2 separate regions of the Lactuca sativa genome follow, and region 1 is linked to region 2. A link is a contact called in public Hi-C data. All regions are on one chromosome and are shown on one strand. Each heading gives the region's core, a stretch centred on a gene start, on an enhancer-like site or on the middle of the called end of the contact. The rest is flanking DNA. Distances are from core to core; before and after follow the strand shown. Region 1 holds the start of LOC111877342. Region 2 holds the start of LOC111878875 (glyceraldehyde-3-phosphate dehydrogenase, cytosolic).

Evidence for each region. Hi-C and Micro-C count contacts between places; a contact is called where the count stands out from the background.
Region 1: a contact with region 2 is called in a Hi-C map of leaf, with 7 times the contacts expected there. The contact joins the promoter of LOC111877342 here to the promoter of LOC111878875 in region 2. A contact is called at or near these places in 3 of 4 Hi-C or Micro-C datasets (leaf and seed).

What each region holds. Positions count from the first base shown.
Region 1 is chr4:133,508,634-133,514,022 of Lsat_Salinas_v11, reverse strand. LOC111877342 reads right to left here and starts at 3,025. Exons shown (of 1, transcript XM_023873863.3): 1 at 650-3,025. The coding sequence starts at 2,461. The coding sequence ends at 740.
Region 2 is chr4:132,984,997-132,990,367 of Lsat_Salinas_v11, reverse strand. It overlaps LOC111878875 (glyceraldehyde-3-phosphate dehydrogenase, cytosolic), which reads right to left and starts at 3,950. Exons shown (of 11, transcript XM_023875356.3): 1 at 3,798-3,950; 2 at 3,656-3,682; 3 at 3,456-3,556; 4 at 3,172-3,287; 5 at 2,993-3,092; 6 at 2,656-2,863; 7 at 2,479-2,576; 8 at 2,243-2,385; 9 at 2,063-2,146; 10 at 1,831-1,920; 11 at 1,351-1,739. The coding sequence starts at 3,801. The coding sequence ends at 1,694.

The DNA.
Region 1 (5,389 bases), core at 1,776-4,275, 520 kb before region 2:
TTCTTCATCATCTTAATCTTGTATTTACCCCTATGTTTGTGGAAGTTCCTCTGCAAGGAAAAAGAATTTGTAAACATGAAAATAAAGGCATTATGAAAAAAATTCAAAACCAAGTTGAGAAAAAACATACAAAAATGAAGCTGCAACGAAACGATGTAAAAACATTAAGTTGTAGAAAGATTATAACAGAATTTGTAAAGTGGTGCAACAATTAAGAGAGTGTTTGGCTTAGCTTTTGTGGGGCAAAAGTCCTTTCTGTAAAAGTTGTTTTTTAAAATGTGTTTGTATTAACTTTTGAAGGGAAAAAATCAAAAATTAAAATATTTGGTTTAACTTTTACACGTAAAATGACTAAAAAGGACTAAAAATGACATGGTTTAACTTTTAGATGGGTTATAAATATAATTCAATGTTTTAGCTGGTGAAAAGTCATGAAAAGTCACGATTTCGTGACTTTTCAAAAAGCTAGAATTTACACTATAGCAAAAGTTGATTAAAAAGTCATTGTCATTTTACCCAAACATCTTTTTGGACTTTTTCTAAAAGATAAAGTCAAAAGTCAGTTTAAAAGCTAATACAAACACCCCCTAAGTTGGAGAAAATTTATCATAAAAACTAAAACTTAGAGCACATTTATAAAAGAGTTAAGTTGGCGTAAACCATCAAATGCATTAATAGTTGGAGCATATCAAGTCAAACATTATACATTACACCTAAAACAACATACATGTAAGAAACCCTATTTACAAATCCTGACACATTCAGCAGGAAGAGGACTCTCACGAAACCACCCATGATTAAGCGCTTCTTCAGCAGTAATTCTCTTCTCCGGATCATAAGTCAAAAACCTATTCAACAAATCAAACCCCATCTCTGTAAGCACAGGTGTCCCCATAAAACTAGCTCCAGGAAACCTCTTCCTCAAGCTATTACCATTCTGCTTCACAAAAGACGGTTTTACCCCTGGCAATTTTGAATACCCAGGCCAAATCTTCTCATTCGGGGTCCCAAGTGTCTTGAAAATCTTATCAATCTGCTCAATCTCCCTATTCCCATCAAAAAGGGGCTTCTTTGACAACAACTCCCCCATTATACAACCCACAGACCACATGTCAATGGCAGTTGTGTAATTTTTCATCCCCAACAAAACCTCAGGCGCCCTGTACCAAAGTGTCACCACCAACGCGGTATACGGCTTCACTGGACTCCCGTATTGTCTTGACATGCCAAAATCACAAATCTTTAAATCACCATTGTTGTCCAAAAGCAAGTTTGATGTCTTCAAATCTCTATGAATCACCCAATTCTCATGAAGAAAAGCTAACCCTTGAAGAAGCTGGATCATGAGGCGTTTCACTTCACTTTGACTGAATGGTTGCTTTGTTTTTTCCATGTAGCCTTTGAGTTCGTGATCTATGTATTCCATAACCATGTAGATGCCATTGAAATCGTCTGTAACAACTTCCTTCATTTTTACAACTGATGGGTGTTGGAAAGATCCGAGAATTGTGATCTCACGTAATGCTGTTACAGGGAAACCTTCACGCTCTTTCCCCATTTTTACTTTCTTTAATGCGACTATTTCTCCGGTTTTTTTGTCTCTGGCTTTGTATACAACACCGTATGTGCCTTCACTTATTTTCCCTAGTCGTTCATACTCGAACACGTTTCTACAGGATGGCATCATGCTTACAGGGGATTCGATTCTTTCATAATCATCATCATCTTCTTCTTCTTCTTCATCATCAAGAGACTTGGACTGTTGATCTTCCTCAGCAGATAAACATGACATTTGTTCAATCGTATCTTCAATGTGTTCTTGCTTAAATTCACCACTTTCGGGGCTAGAATTGTTGGTGTTTGATGCCATTTGTGGGGAGTCTTTGAAAGCCCACTTTGATTTGGATAGGTTTCGTTCCTCCACATATTCTCCATCTTCTTGCTCAGGTTCTTCATCATGTTCTTCGGGTGTGTTTGTAGCCAATGAGCTTGATACTCTTGATACTCCCACTTCATCTGAAAGATTGGATACAAGAGATTCAACAGGAGAAATTTCGATCTTCGTGTCTGCAATAATATCTTCAAACTTCCCTTTGGATGGAGGAGATTGATAGGGAACAGTTTTGGTAGGAAGGATTCTGTTCTCGGAGGATATCTTCACCTGCTTCTCAGCTCTATCCCAGACAATAGGCGAGAATTTCCTTTTCTTGGTAGCGTCAGATCTTCTTGAGTTGTTTCCAGAAACATCGTCTGCTTTGTTTCTGTTTTCCAGCCCATGATGAATCGGTTGTGAAGACGTGCGACGATTGTCCCTGTCATAATCACCATCAACGTATCGATGTCTTCTTTGATCATGATCGCTAACAAAAGATCTGTGATTATATCGATTGTTATAAGAAAGAGTTTCTTCCTCGGAACGACTCGAGTAGCTTTTCCTCGAGATCTGTCGTCCTGCCGCCATAATTAGCAACACCAACAACTGATTTTAAGCAACCAAATAACAGAACAAAGAGATAAAAAGATGAAACCCTAGCGGAGATCTAAATATCCGGCTAGGCTACAGCCCCCAAAATTCAACAAATTCAATCGCTTTTCCTTTTGAAAACAAAATTTGTAACGAGAATCCCTAATTCGTAACCCCGAACAAAATCCCAAACAGAAAGCAACAGGATATTGTTCGATTCAATACAGAAAATACAAGGAAACCGAGTATCAGAAATCAATGTGAATATAGCAGATCTGTCAAATTGATTATGCGATGTATGAAATTAGACAGTCAAATCGGTGACGATCTTCGTCTTTCGAACCTCAAATTATGATTTTGTTTTTTGAGGCCGAAAATCAATCAAAGGCGATGATATTTCTTACCGGAACACGATTCTTCAGACTCCGATGAACAACGATGGTGGTAAAATGAAATCGACGGCGAATATCGATCGAGATTCGAACAGCCTAGCAACCTTATCCTTCAACAACAGCCGCCCCCAAATCGATTTCTTTTTTTGCCCTCAAATAATGTTGCTTGACAATTCAAATATACGGTGTGAAAACGCGTCTATGAGGCGGTGACCTAAGAAATTTCTTCGCTTTAGGGCTTCCGAGTTGGGCCTTTTATTAATGTATGGGTTTTGAGCCTTACAATTTTAGCTCAAACTGGGCTTAGCAACTTCTGTTTTTATATAATGATTATGAATACGGTTCACTAATATTAAGCTAGACCATCCATAGCATTAGGGATGACAACATGACCCGACGTAGTGGGGAACCCAGTTAATTCGTCCTGACCGTGGATGGGTAATCCCTATAAAACCGAGTACCGGATATGGTCGGGGATCCCTGTATGACAAAAAGTGGGGATGGGGTCGGGGTCGTGCATGCTATTACCTAACCCGCCCCGCCTCAATTATATTATACCCACATATTATTATTAGTACATTACATTATACATTGAGTATTGACACATATTATATCATATAAATATAAATATTACAGATTTTTAACTTATTTAGGCCCATGACCAAGGTTGACCCAATATGAAATTTTCAATATTTATGATACAATATAGCTTGGGATTTGGCGATGTGCCATGTGTACATGTGATGAGGCAACGAGTTGACTCCCCAAAACCCCAATCTCGAATTTGATAATTTCCTATCGCAACTAGATTTATCGCTTCTATTTGCACTTCGCGGGTGTGACATATCGAGTATCGACTACTCGATTGTCGTTCATCAATCATCATTCATCATTCATCTTTGATTCATCCCAAAATTCCTATCATTAGAGTAACACGAAATAGGTTAGTGAATTGTGAGTAGCGATGTGAGTAATGATTGACTTATTGAGTTATTGCTGACTTAATACCAGTTTATAAGTCATCATTCTTTATCTCGTTTAATTTTCCTTTGTCATTACAAATTTAGGATTGACTTCTCATAATGTCATATGTTTAATTTTACTTATGTGCAAGTTAGTGATCAACTAATCATCTGTTCAACCTCTGAATGTTTACGATTTTGGACGATGATGCTGAAGTATACGAGGCAAGGACCCTAGGATGCAACGGAGTATACGAGGCAAGGACCCTAGGATGCAGAAATATCTAGACATTGTCCGTAATTTAGCCAACATGTAACACCCAGGATTTTGAAAGCCAAGAAAGTAAAGGAAACCCTAAATTTAAGAGGGACTCGACGAGTCAAAGGAAGGACTCGGCGAGTCGGAGCGGGATCCGGGTCGATAAGAAAGTGACCAACTCGACGAGTCGGCCAAGTGGACTCGGCGAGTCTGGTCTGTGCGAGGAAAACCCTAAATCCGGGGCTTGGAGCCTATTTAAGCATCTTAATCTTCTTCCTAGGGCTCCTTTACAGTCTCTTGCACCCAGAACGCCGCACCTTAAGCCCCCATTGTGTTCAATCTAGCTTCTAGCCATTTTTGAGTGGGTTTAAGGAAGAAGAAGGAGTGGGAATCCTTGAAGCATCAGGGAGTGGCTTTGGATCTGTGGTTTGGGAAGCATTTCAGAGCATTGGAAGGTATCAATTCGTTTCTCTCCTCCATATTTTCCCTTGGTTATGAGTTTTGGGGCTTTTAAGCCATGTTTAAGACCAATCTTGAGCTTGAGGTCCAGATCTGAGGTTGCTACCTCAGATCCATGTTTATTTTGGTATGTAATCCCATAAAGTATCAGCCATTGGGGTGGAAATTGGAGTTTCTTGGTTCTAAACCCTAGCTATGGATGTATTTTGCCTAGATCTCACTCTTTACACGTAAAGGTTGCAACTTTACGTGGGAAAGAGGCTTGGGGAGGGTGGATCTATAGTTTGAAGCTCATGCATGACTCGGAAGTCCTCTGCATGTAAGTGGATCTTAGTGGACTCGACGAGTCCTTCGAGTGGACTCGGCGAGTAGCTTGAAGATGATGAGGAACTCGACGAGTGGGATGAACAGCTCGTCGAGTCGGATGAAGATGGGCATGAACTCGGCGAGTTGGATGAACAACTCGTCGAGTTGGATGAAGTTTGTCGTGTGCTCGGCGAGTCTGTTCTTAGACTCGGCGAGTCAGGTCGAGTGATCCCAAACCCTTCGAGTTAAGACTCGAGTCAGCGAGTCGAGCCAGGACTCAGTGAGTTGGTCAGGACAGGAATCGAGAACCAGTAAACTCGGCGAGTCAGGGGCTGACTCGGCGAGTAGAGTCGCGAGTGGAAGGACTCTGGATTTATGGACTCGGCGAGTCAGCAGGGTGACTCGGCGAGTAGGGTTGACCTGGAGGGTTGACTTTGATCAGGACATCGACTTTGACCAGAGTTGACTTGGTTAACCTTTGGAAGTCAGTTAGACTAAGTGTTGGGTTGTTGTTGGTAGCTCGGGGAGCTAGCGGAGCAGCAATTCG
Region 2 (5,371 bases), core at 2,701-5,200:
ACTACATCTATAATATTATAACGTCTACTTCTAAATTATTGGAACGTCGTTCTCTTGACAAACAAAACACTTCATCTTTAGTCTTCTTCATGGAATATATACACTGATTGCTTGTGTTTGTTGTTTAATATTGACATGTTTTAGATAGAGGATATTTTAAATATTAGTATTGGTATTTTGATGTTTAAGAAAGACATGATATTTTGATATGTAAGAATGGGATATATGATATTTTGATGTTTAAAAATGACATGATATTTTAAAATTTTATAAAGTGTAAATATGATATTTAGAAATTAAGTTGAACAAATATTATATTTAAATGTTTAATAAGGATATACACGACATTCTTCCAAACTTGATTGTCTAATGGTTTGTTGCACCTCTACAAATCAATGCACAAGCCCGACATGTATGCTAGTAAGTGCGACATTCTTCCAAACTTGATTGTCTAATGGTTTGTTGCACCTCTACAAATCAATGCACAAGCCCGACATGTATGCTAGTAATTGCGACGTTCTTCCAAACTTGATTGTCTAATGGTTTGTTGCACCTCTACAAATCAATGCACAAGCACGACATGTTGTATGCTAGTAATTACGGAAGGTGTTGTAAAGTATGGATTTTGGGCCTCCACGATGAAACCTAGTTGTTGAAATATGGATCTCTACACAAAAGGTTAGGTGTTAAAACATTTGTCCATCAAAAATATTGTTTATGTTTTGCAATTGACATCTCACATGGACCTTGAAGCAGATTGACATAAACCGTTCAAATGGGTGTCACCATTTTTAGTATGGATTTTGAACTCTCCAAAAACTTCACAACTCATTCATTTCTTATAAGAGGATATCTCTGTACTTGCTCATTGCCATAAGTATCAAAATTATCCTTAGTAGAGTTGTAGAAAACAATTGGTTTGTAGAGGTGCAACAAATAATCTTATTTAAAAATATATAATCTTAGACTTTGTCTTTGATGGAGTTGAAGAAGGCAATTCAATATATCAAATAATCTTATTTAGATAACGTAGAACATGGACTTCGAAACTCCAAATTCTCAATTAACACAGCTTAGGTTAACCATCCCAAATGCAATAGTTGTTTGTCTCTTAACCATCATTTTTAGTTGGAATCATTTAAAAATGTATAACGCACATAAAGAAAGAATTCCAAAAGATAAAAGAAGAGTTGTTAGATTTGGATCGAATCATATCTGATAGAGTCCAATTCCTCTGTTCAAAGCACCTAATCATGTCGTTTTCCAGAAACCAGCTTTCAATTTGGTTCTTGGGTCGAGATTTTTTTTTTTTTTTTTCAAACTTGTCTTGTACGATAACAACTTCCAAACTTCAGATAAGACTATTTTTTATTGCTATTTTCAAATTAAAAACGCAAAAACTATGGAAAATTAATTTGTGCATAAAATCTTCACCATATTTAAGCCGCCTAGTTGAAAACACCAATACTAAACAGCCAGTGAAGACAGGTTTTCACACCAACTTGATACTACTACACACCTCAATGTCTGAAAATTGCACTATTAAAGTTCGATAATAAACCAGCAATAACAACATAAACACCAAAACATTTCTCCACCCATCAATCAAAACCCTAAACACAGTGGGGAATGGATAGGTAGACTTTTATTTTACTTCCAACTCAAAAAACAACTTCACCTACATCCACAAAACTTACTCCACAGATGCCATGTGAACAATCAGATCAACAACACGGGAACTGCATAAAAAATAAATAAATAAACACTTCAATAAATAAAATTTATACAAAAAAAAAATCTAAAGAAAACATAAGAAAGAAGAATAAGTACCTGTAACCCCACTCGTTGTCATACCACGAAACCAACTTCACAAAATTGTTATTCAGTGCAATTCCAGCCTTTGCATCAAATATGCTCGACCTGTTAAAATCACATAAATTCTCCACTTATTAAATTCCATTCTTTTTTAATCTTCATACAAAATATATATACACACATGTGGTCCACTTATGCCTACAAAAAACCATATAGCTTTTATAAAAGAAACAATAAAAAAAAATACCTGTTGTCACCCACAAAGTCTGTGGACACCACATCATCTTCAGTGTAACCCAAGATCCCCTTCATCTTTCCTTCAGATTCCTCCCTGATAACAAACACAAAAAACAATATTACAATTTACAACCACGAACATTCATCTATTGTCAAGATTAACAATAAAATGAAATGAAGTTTTGCTTACTTGATAGCAGCTTTGATCTCATCATAAGTTGCAGATTTTTCCAATCGAACAGTCAGATCAACAACAGAGACATCAACAGTTGGGACACGGAAAGACATTCCGGTCAACTTCCCGTTCAATGAAGGGAGGACTTTCCCTACAGCCTATCAAGATTTCCAAACATTTATCAAACTCTATGAAGAACAAAAATAGCAGTATTTGAAACTTGAGGGACTAAATAGTAAATAAATAAATACCTTAGCAGCACCAGTGCTGCTGGGAATGATGTTGAATGAAGCAGCTCTTCCACCTCTCCAGTCCTTAGCAGATGGTCCATCAACAGTCTTCTGTGTAGCTGAATCATAATCAAATCAAAATAAACTGTTAATAGAACTGAAATAAATATATATACAAAAACAATCAAGAAAAGTTACCAGTGATGGAGTGAACGGTGGTCATAAGACCCTCAACAATTCCAAATCTGTCATTTATAACCTTGGCCAGAGGGGCAAGGCAGTTAGTGGTGCAACTGGCGTTTGAAACGATGTGAAGGTCTGATTTGTATTCCTTCTCGTTCACACCAACAACAAACATGGGAGCATCCTTACTGGGGGCAGAGATGATGACCTTCTTAGCACCTCCCTAAAGATATGGGTAAAACGAGCTTATAAGAATTTTTTGAGTTTATGAAGAACATGAAAACTTTCATCTCGGAGTACACAAGAAAATGGAAGTCATGGAAGTTGTAAAATCGTGTAAGAGGATGTATACCTTCAAGTGAGCAGCGGCTTTGTCCTTGTCGGTAAAAACTCCGGTGGATTCCACGACGTACTCAGCTCCGGTCTGGGCCCATGGGATCTCTTCTGGGTTCCTTTAATAATAACAGGAGATTAATCAGCCTTATCTTGAAAACATGAATTTAACCAAAATTGAGCATGCGAGAGACGCACCTTGAACCAAAAACAGCGACGGGTTTCTCGCCGAAAAGAAGGGTTTTGTCGTCCTTAACCTTGAGTTCATGATGCTTCCATTGACCATGAACACTGTCATACTTAAACATGTATGTCTGCAATGAAATCATGATTGAAGTTAAATTCAAACTCAAAACACTATAAAATGCACGGATCTACTGTCTACTGAACTAAATTCAGAACAAGCACTAAACCGATCAGAATTTAAAACCCTAAAACCCCAGATCTACTGTAGATACAATCAGATGATCAAAATTACGAACCATGTACTCCACAGAGATAAATGGATCGTTAACAGCAACAAGTTCAACATCGTCTCTCTGCAAAGCTACTCTAGCCACCAATCGACCGATTCTTCCGAATCCTGCAAGTTAAATATACATTAAGCCACTCGAAATCGTCCCAGAAGAACAGCTGTAGACATTAAACGGTATAAAATTGTAAAGTGGATAAGATCTGGTACCGTTGATTCCGATCTTGATCTTGCCGCCTGGACAACAAAAAGAACAACAATTAAAATGAGAAAATAGAAAAGTTAGATCAAAAACACAAGAAAAAGAAGATCGACAGGAATAATTTGATAAAAATTACTAAATTCAGCGTACCCATGACGCTTGTTGGAGAAAAAAAGTGTATTGGGAATGTGTGTTGACGATGAGAGTGAAGAAGAATGCGATGAGGAGAGGTTTCTAGAGGGTTTTAATAAGTGAGGGGGCTGGTGACCGGCCAAGCCGGTGTCTAGTTCTCAAGATATCCAGACCAAAAACCACAAAAATCGCATCGCCCTTGTAGGTTTATTCAATTGTTTTCGTTATTTCAAAACCTACCTAAAATAGTTTTTATTAAAATAAATAAAATATTAACAATTTCCTAAACTAACAACGAAACCATGAAGTCCAAAATGAGTCTTTAGCACCTACCTTGATGATGAAAAATGGTCTCCGCCTGCCAAATGGGCCTTGATAGATAAAAATGGTCTACAATATTTAAGCGAATTTCATTTCACTTTACAATTTTACATTATTATAAAAGTTTTACATTATTCAAAATGACTCTTAGGCATATCCAATGGTCACGTGATGTAGCTTTGGTGGCGACTCAGCTACACCATGTTCGTGTAGTGCAGAGTAGAGGTGCACCAACGATCTTATTCATATCTGATGACGTTACAAATTATTAGGTTCGACTTTGATTTGAGGTTGAATCCGGTTTTAAACAATTTCCCTTACTAGTTTTTTTATTGGTTTGATTCGGTTTTGCCAGTTTAATCCGGTTTACAAACGGGAGTCTAATCCGTTTTTGAATTTGAACTATCGAACTGGTTTCAATCCGGTCAACCAAAAACGACTTTGATGAATTATTCATTGAGCAAAAAAATGATGGTTTGATTGGAGAATACGACATAAATCAGTTTCTTGACTTTAACCCATTTTGCAAAACTGAAAACGTGTTTTCTTCTGGTCGTTTTAGTTAATAGATCTCTAACCCTCTTTAAATAGTTGGATCAAATATATAAAATTTAGTTTTGATTTCATTTGTCCGTTGATAAGCGTAATGGTCGGGAAAGCAGTGGATTATGTCTAAGTGACAACCACGAGATCTTTCTAGAAGGCAATAAAGAGTAAATTACAAAAATCAAAAATTAAAGTTGTCACATTTTATAAGTGCGTCATGAAAAAATATTTTAAGGGATATTTTTGTTAGATATAAACCTTCTAGAATAAAACAGAACAATCATCTATCGGCAGCAAAAAAATTTATGATAAATTAGAATGATATAATTATACATTTTAATTATTTGTTGTTACTTTTTCCCTAGTATTACATATTTACACAATGTTATTATTTTAATACATGTAAAAAAATATGGTAAATCATATCACCCAGCATATAAGAAGTAGTCATGAAACATCAACAATACTTTAAGCATATTAGGTTTAAACCATGTATCTAATGTATGAAATTTTATGTCCCTTACATCACAATGGGGGGGGGGGGGGGGGGGGGGGGAGGGTAGGAGGAAGAGGGGGAGGGGAAGTTATTTGGATGTATGTAAATCATAATGATAATAGTTTTTCGTTATTTTTTTTAATAGCGAAATATTATTAATAGAACATCACCAAAATTTTCTAGTTGCTATTGGGGTGTTGCATGCTATAATCAAACTCAAGTTGGAATC